Regions from separate parts of the Gossypium arboreum genome. Here region 2 is linked to region 1. A link is a contact called in public Hi-C data. All regions are on one chromosome and are shown on one strand. The core of a region is the stretch at or near the end of the contact, and the rest is flanking DNA. Distances in the headings are between cores, read along the strand shown.

Evidence for each region. A called contact is a pair of places that touch in the nucleus more often than the background predicts.
Region 2: a Hi-C map of leaf shows a contact between it and region 1, with 4 times the contacts expected there. The contact joins the promoter of LOC108467753 here to the promoter of LOC108463895 in region 1. A contact is called at or near these places in 2 of 5 Hi-C or Micro-C datasets (both in leaf).

What each region holds. Positions count from the first base shown.
Region 1 is chr11:38,666,848-38,671,469 of ASM2569848v2, reverse strand. It overlaps LOC108463895 (subtilisin-like protease SBT1.7), which reads left to right and starts at 3,102. Exons shown (of 1, transcript XM_017763886.2): 1 at 3,102-4,622. The coding sequence starts at 3,950.
Region 2 is chr11:38,894,985-38,899,078 of ASM2569848v2, reverse strand. It overlaps LOC108467753 (BTB/POZ domain-containing protein SR1IP1-like), which reads right to left and starts at 1,796. Exons shown (of 5, transcript XM_017768508.2): 1 at 1,142-1,796; 2 at 965-1,034; 3 at 283-867; 4 at 1-195. The coding sequence starts at 1,242.

The DNA of each region.
Region 1 (4,622 bases), core at 1,853-4,352:
TTTTGCCTCCACCTAAACTGTCTCATCACTCGATCCTATTCATGTATCTCCACTGTCTCGTGAACTATCAATGACACCTTCGCGTCTCACATACTCCGAATGGCCAAAAATTCAAGTAGGACGCATTCTATGATATCCGGATCAGCATATAGCATCCATTAAAACTGTAGTGCACAATTATAAATGTTGTTATCTACAAAATTTTAAATTCCAAATCTTTGTATAATTATTATAGATTCGAAGAAATCAATAACTAACATCTGCTTTCGAGCGTTGATTCAACAACAGCCGAATATCTTTGAGCTGCTCTGATAGTCCCACATTACTCGGCCCATGGTTCCACCTACTCAAATAATATGTTAATTCAAACATATAATAGATAAACACCATTTAGTATATTAACTATATATTATTATCAAATAAATTTTACCTTGTCACTAATGGGAACGTACAAGGGTCATTCACTCGGGGATGTAAAAATGGTAGCCGATGCCACACCTATGATTGCTGTAGGAGCAAACAGCCGCCAATTGATATATTATCTAGTACCGTCGCCCGACACAACTCCTTGTACAACGTGGCCAAAATGACTGATCCCCAACTCAGTCGTCCACATTCTTTGAAGTCGACTAGGTGTAGTAGCCACCTTATGTGTACCAAATTTTGAGATTTATCGGACATTAGAATTCCCTCGATTAATCTCAGGATGTATGCTTAGGCATATTGTTCTTTTACAACGTTAGTTGTGTTCGGAGGAAGATTTTTGAAATTATTTTCTAACCATTTCATATCTATCCGTCCACCTTGAAACTTCTTCAACACCTTCCTTAAAAATGCCTCACAAAAGTCCTCTAGATTGAGAACGACTGCTAACCCCCAGAACGATTGACCCATCCACCAATAAATCAAGTTGTAAAGTTACATCCTTGAGTGTGATGTACACTCACTGCATGGAAGATGATATGTGTGTGTCTCGAGTCTCCATCTTTCCACCAACGCGCTGATAAGTGTAGGATCCAATTTGCAGCCCCTGAGCATATGAAATGCATGTAAGAATCTCTCATCTTGCAAATAACCACGAATTTCAATGTTTGGACTCTTTGACAAATTGTTTATGAACGCCCCCAAAACACGATCATCCGCCTATTTATATCAACAAAATAAAATATTTTAAAATTTTTAAAAAATTTTAAAATTAACTTAATTGAAAATAACAAAATTTTAAATTTTTTCTTCCCACTGTCGATTGAGTAGTGGAATGTGCTTGTCGTCGAAACGAATCAGCGAGCTTGCCATTTATGAAAATTTAATCGAAATGAATAATCTACTAAACAATAAAATAAAACTATAATATTTTCAAACAAATGTATTGAAAAATTTCGAACAAAACTTGAGAAAATTGAGAGAGTTGAAAGAATTGAGAGTTTAAAGAGAATAGATAGTTGGATTTGAGTGAAAAGAATGAAAAATGGCTTGGTATTTATAGTAAAAAAATCGTTGCCCCTTAAAAAATTTTACCATTGGCCTCGTTTAAAATTGGACCGTTGGGAAATGATCGTTAGAGGAAAACATGCCTAGCTAAACTCATTTTCACACACTTTCTCCAAAAACGTTCTATTTAAAAAAAACTATTAAACAAATATAAAAAAATAGAATATTATTATAACTTATCCTAATTCAAGAGCTAGGTATTAACCTTGTAGCATATTGAGTTAATACGCCATACTTATGACAGTTGAGGAACAAATTATTTATAAATAAATAATGTTAATTAAGTGATTAAAATGAAACTTATTAATATTAGAGATCTTGTGCTGTAATTTGATTTTTATTGAAGTATGGCATCACTGCGTCCAATGTCTACACGTGCTGACCGGACCCCACAACGTGGAACTAATATCCAACAAATTTAATAGTATTCAATTTAAAAAAAAAAAAATAGTTTTTTCAACATTTCAATCTAGGTTAGTATAAGTAGGGGTGAGTATTCAATTGAATCAAAAAATTTTGAGTTAGTCAAGTTGACGAATCCTATTTTAGCAACTGAATTCAATTTGAATTTTTTTCGAATCGGATCGAATTGAGTCAAAAAATTTAGAGACAAGTAGAGTCGAGTTAACGAATCCTATTATTTATACTCAATGTTGCACTTACATGAACCGATTATTTAACTAGCAAACGAAGTATAAAATTATTTAACAACATAAACAATATAATAGTTTTGCCTTTTAACTTAATTAGTAAACTTTATCAAAACAACGTAGTTTTACCTTTTAACTTAATAATTTTGACTTTTAACTTTAGAAAATGTAATCATTTATCAAAATGACGTAGTTTTGCATTTCCTTATTCGGATTTTTAGATAACTCGAATTAAACAAAAAAACTTATTTTTTTATTCGAGTTTATCCAAATAACTTGATTAATTCAAATAACTCGAACTATTTAATTCAAAATTTAAAAATTTTATTAAATTTTTCGAATCGAACCAAATTTTGCTCACCCAATTTGGACAATAGGCAAAAGAAATTACATACTTTAAAAACGAAAATCAGTCCTACACTGAATCTAACCCTTCTTTTCTCTGCCAAATAAATTTCAATCACTGGTGAGATGAGAAGTGAGCAACTTTTGAATTCAATTTTGAACTTGCCTATAGTTTAATATATTATTTGTGATAAATCTAAATCCAATTACACATTAAATTAAATATTCACCTTCAAAAACATTTACCAACAATTATATCAATATTTGTAATTATTATTAAATTAAATATTTATTTGTGCACAGGCAAGAAGAAGGGGATGGTTGGTTGGCGGGTATACCTCCCATCAATAATTTCCAAACGTGTTGCATAAAATAATAAATAAAGAAAGAAGCAAAGAGCCAAAGACAAATGCCCGTGAACTGGAAAAATAATGTAAAATTAAATAAACACAATAAAAATTTATTAATATCTTAAATACAAATTAATATTTAAATTATCCAAATTATTTTTCTTCAAATTCATACTTTTATAGTCAAACTGTTAGACCTAATTGATAACTATGTCATTTTAAAAATAATTATTAATATACTGACAGAATCAAGAATTGCTAATCTATAACCTCCAAAACATAATCCATATTCAACTCAACTGTCTGATGAATTTCATATACACATCTTTTGTATTATATTCATTTCAAAGAGCAGCCAACCGTAATTAAAATATTATCTACTTGGGCACTTGAAATTCTAAGCTTCACGAATTTTTACTGCCATTACTTTTCAAATATCATTTATAAATTTGTGTTATTTTATGGCATCACATGATATCTTAAATTATTTTTATACTAACTATACCTACCGTCTTATTATTTAATTTCCTTTTATGCAAATTTAATCTTGAATTATCGTCTTCCTCATCAACTCATCTTCCCAAATGACTAGATGGTAATCGCTTAACCATCCTTTGTTTTTTCTTAAATGAACAAATAATTGAAAGGATTAAGCCCTTTTTTTTCCCTTCTCAATTATTGCTTTTTATGCTTTATTGTTGTTCCCCTTAACTCTGCAAAAAGAAAAAAAAGGAAATACACAGTTATCATCAGCCTAGAGAGGGGAGGAGGAAGAGAGAATCAATTCTCAGCCTCGAGAATAAAAGAGAAGATTTGAAGACAACGGATAAACACAAAAGCATGAAATCATGTGAAAGAAAGTTATTAGTATCTTATCTCAGCTCTTAACCTCCATCACCTCTTTTTTTTTCTCCTTTATTTATTTTTGGTTTGCAACCAATCATTCAAACAACAAGACAACCACCACCGTCCTACGACCACGTTCACTCTCTCTTCTTTTATATTTAATAAAGGAAAACAGCTGTTCCTTTTTGTATAAAATCAAGAGTTTTATCCAAGCTTTCATCTCTATTGCTTTTCCTCTCTTTCTGGTGAAGAAGAGAGTGAACAAAAATGGAGATGGTTAAGTGTTTTATGATTGTCCTGATTCTTGGTCTTTGCCACGTGTCCATGGCTGCACCATTGGAGGAGAAGAAGAGTAGCAGAAAGACTTACATCGTGCACATGGCTAAATCCGAGATGCCTCCGAGTTTCCAGCACCATACTCACTGGTATGACTCCTCTTTGAAGTCAGTTTCCGGCTCGGCTGCAATGCTCTATACCTACGACAACGTTATCCATGGATTCTCTACTCAGTTAACTGATGAAGAAGCTGAGCAACTCGAGAGCCAACCAGGGATCCTCGCGGTTTTACCCGAGGTAAGATACGAGTTACACACGACTCGTACACCTGAGTTCCTTGGACTCAGTCAAGCTGCTGCTTTGTTCCCTGAGTCTGAGTCGGCGAGTGATGTTGTTATTGGTGTGTTGGATACTGGTGTTTGGCCTGAGAGCAAGAGCTTTGCTGATACGGGGCTTGGACCAATACCAAGCAGCTGGAAAGGCGCGTGCGAATCAGGCACCAATTTTACCTCCGCAAATTGCAATAAAAAATTGATAGGTGCGAGGTACTTTGCTAAGGGGTATGAGGCTGCCTTGGGTGCAATTGACGAGACCAAGGAATCAAGATCACCTCGAGATGATGATGGGCATGGTACTCACACGGCCTCCACCGCTGCAGGGTCGG
Region 2 (4,094 bases), core at 547-3,046, 230 kb before region 1:
CATCCTTTTTTCTAAATCGAGTCGACAAGCAATGGTTGTTTCCAGATATATTGCTGCTCGAAGCAGCACGGTTAGGAAGCTTACAGACATTGCATTTTTCTCCTTTGGCAGAAGGCTCACTATGGTTTCCAAGACGACCCTCTTTTCGTGTTCTTGTCGTGGCTCGATTTTCTTCCTCCCCTTTCCAAATATTTCCTGCACAAAAAAAGAGCTTCAGCTTCAACTTTACATATTGAAGCATATCAGGTAAACAAGTGAATTATGTAGGCATGGCGGTCTCACCAAACCTCTAAGAGCTTTCTGGGCATAGAGCATAAGCACAGGACCAAGAGCATATGGTTTAAACCCTCTCGCTATCATTGCAATCAGAACCCGTTGGAATATGTCAATTCGAAGAACAGCCAAATCCTCAGCCCACCAATCAACAACCGTTTTTGAGTTAGAGATTGTTGAAGAGATTGCAATATCATTCCCACTCTCTTTGCAAGCTAAATATGCTATGGTATCGATGCACCGGCCAACCAGTTTAACTTCCTCTGCAATGGGGAGTAGGTTCTCGGAAGCATGTAACACAGAAATTGCTCCTGCTAGGCTCTGAAGTGCCACTTCATTCAAGAAGGCTTCAGTTCTTTCCACAAGGCTTCCGACCGCATAGTCCTCGGTCATCTCAAGGTACTCGGCCACGCAACGTAGCGCCGCAATATTCTCGGTGTTTATCTCAAAATTTATCCCGTAACAGAATTTAGCCGCAAGTTCGAAGGATTCCGCTCCGCCCGGAGCATCAGGAATTACTATGACTGAAACATCAGCATCATTGGATTCTGATACCACTTTCCTTATGTATCCACACTTAGAGACTAATGGAAACTGCAATTGAAGCAGGACATGCAAACAAAAAGGTAGAAATGATTATGATATACATGCTATGGCTGTTTGTATGAGAATTAAAGTACTTGGATTCTACCTTGTGAAGAGAAAAGGAAACTCCAGCAACTTGAACCGTGACATCACTGGGTATCTCCTGAGAGAAAATCCTGACAAAAAACAAAGAAAAATAAAATTATATACATCAGTTCTCTTACCATTTTTTTTCCTATCTGAAAAGCAATTTATGAATTTCATGCTTATATAGTAATGATACCACTCGCTGGTTCTCTTCATGGCTGTGGACATAAGCTCCTTCTTTTTAGCAGACATGTTAAGAGTGGTGGGTGCAGTGTCCTCCTGATCAAGATCCACCATAGCAGAAAATGAAGGAGTTTTACTAAGATCATGCCTGCATCTCCATCAAATCATAGATAACCAGAGTCTGTTAAACAGGGTGTTTATCATTTACAAGATTGTGGTGGAGCCAACAGAACAAGCAATTTGCTGTACTGTTTTGTCATTTATTTATTCAAATGTTTGAATGAGAAGCAATATAAGCTCAAAATCATGTCCTTAATAACTGTATTATCCAACTTTGAGTAGGTGGATTACCAAAACTAGGCCTCCAAAGAAACCTAGAGGGGAAAGCTGTGAGGAGTACAACATTTCAAGCAAGTGGTATTTTGGGTATTAAAGGATGAAGATAGATGAAGAAATATACTGTGTGGTGTGGGTTTTTGGTGGAAAGATTAGATGGTTTCATGTTGTTTGGCGGCTAAAGGTCGAAAGTTTCCACGTGGGCAATAGTCCCATCCGCTAAAGTTCCCATCTTCAGTTCCCTGTCCATTTTCATTGGACATTAATAAATTTCAGGATTCATGGGATTTTGGTTAACCTGGTCTTGATTTCTAAGTTAGATGGCATTCATAATTATGGCCAATCGTGGGTTTTTAATGTTATCACTCGAAAAGTAGTTATCATGAAATTTTATGTTGGAACTTTCTGCCTTCACATGTTCCTTTACGGTGTAATAATATGAACATTATGGACAGGACACCGGTTCCACTCTTAAGCACTTTGGTAATTTGAGGAACACATCTGTATACATGTGAGTGACAACTTGTGTTGTTTCACCATATGAAAAGTCGGTTGTGATTGCAGATTAGGTGCTTATTAATTGTTCTGAGGTTGTAAATGGATACCAAAATTATCCACCCAAAGAGAAAAGATGTTTGGGGTTCAACAGCATTTCTCTTGTGCAATAAATGAGGTCCTTAAAATCAACGAAAACAACTGGCTCTTGTTTGTACCCATCAATAATCTCAATCTTTTTCTCTGTTACGCAATTTAGGGGCCCGTTTCCTAAACGTTGATGGTTGATTGCAAGGAAAATTTAATCTCTGTGATCCCCAATCCATTGCAAGATTTCACATCCATGGGGTCATGAGTTCATATTAAAAGGGAAGGGATATTGTTTTTTAGCTGCAGGCAATTGTCGGGTATGTCCATTGGTACTGCTCTGTAAACCATTTTCAGGCGAGTTTTGACAAAACCAGGGGGGAAAAAAGAACAAAGAAACAGAAGATAAACTATTTGGGCGTTGTAGGGCTACTATTATAACATATCGATCTCCATAATTCATGCAAAATTCCTAGGGTTATAGATTAGACCCCATCAAAGTGCTTCATGGGCATTTTTGATTCTTTGTGGTACAGTAAGGAAAAGTCCAAAGGAAAGGTCACTTCATTATTATATTAGTGTTTAAAGGGTTGTAAAACTAAAATCATGGGGGGGGGGGGGGTAATTCTGCAGAGGGTACTGTACATAATGTGATATAAGTTATAGTAGGCCCACAATCAAAGCAATGGTCTTGGAATACCGTCGAGAACTGGGATTCCTTTCCTGCTGAGTTGGTATCCATTGATTTCAGAAACCTCTAAATTTGTAGCAGTGCTTGTCTATGCGAAGCACCCATCGTCCCTGCACATGTTGATTTGGGACCCGTCACCTCAAGCCAGCGTTTGTCTCCATTTTCACTTTGATTCCTTCAAGTTTCAGCCATAGAAAACAATGGTGAACCCCCAAACCATGTGAAGGGGTTACGGTACTGAATTAACAGGTTGGTTTGGGCAAAATAATTTGGAATTAAGACTGCACCGGCAAGTCTTAAACTGGGTGCTTTAAAAATAGCTTCATAGGCTCCACTGGCAGCTTTAATTCTCCACCTTTCCTATAGCTTAATCTACGTTAAATGCCTGCATGTATCACCAAGGCTTAAAGCTCACGATCAAGATAGACATTGTTGTTTTCATTGTATTGGAAACTCACCATACATGCAGTGACAATCTATGTTATCCGAATTTTTATTTTATTTTAAGTGGCTACGTTACACATTTATATTTGACATGTGGGTCCTCCAAATATATATATAATTTAAGATAATACCCTATTTTATTATCCTAAATCCAAATATAGGCGAAGATGAGGAAGACAAAAAAAGGGGGTGACATGTAAAGAGATCGTACAATCCGAAAGAGAATAGCAGTAGTTTTGGATGCAGGTGAAGATGAATAATGCGAAAAGAATTAAATCTTACGGACCAACTTGTTTTCTAAAATTCAATGCGGAGCAAGTAATAGACCCATCTAATGTAGATAACACATAATAATCACGGATTAGAATTGGGTTTCATGCCACCAGGGCTTCTTATATATCTTTGTTGTTGGTTGGTTTGTAAGACCCTAAAAATCCCACCAGCTATGTGCAGAAAGTCACGTGAAGTTAGGAGGGTGTTTTCAGTTTAGATCATATCCGCCGGAACGAGACTGGGTTGATATATCAATATAAAATAAAATTTGGATTGATTTGAATTAAATATATATGTGTAATTTGTTTAATTATTAGGATCAATAAACAGAAATTAAACACTCTACATATAATTAATACATATTAACATTATCATTCCTAAATCATAATTGAATTATTGAAATCAAATATTAATAATGTAATTCAGATCAATAACTTAACAAAGTTGTAGAGCGGAGACAAGATATGTACAAAGTCCAATATCATCTAATTAATTAATTACATTTTAAATAACAAACATATTAACAAATACTAAAAATTAAATCACAAAGGATATCAGTTTGATCATTTCAATAGAATTCAGCATATAACCTTCATAATTTTTGGGTAAATTATATAGCTACTCACTTAATTATTATTAT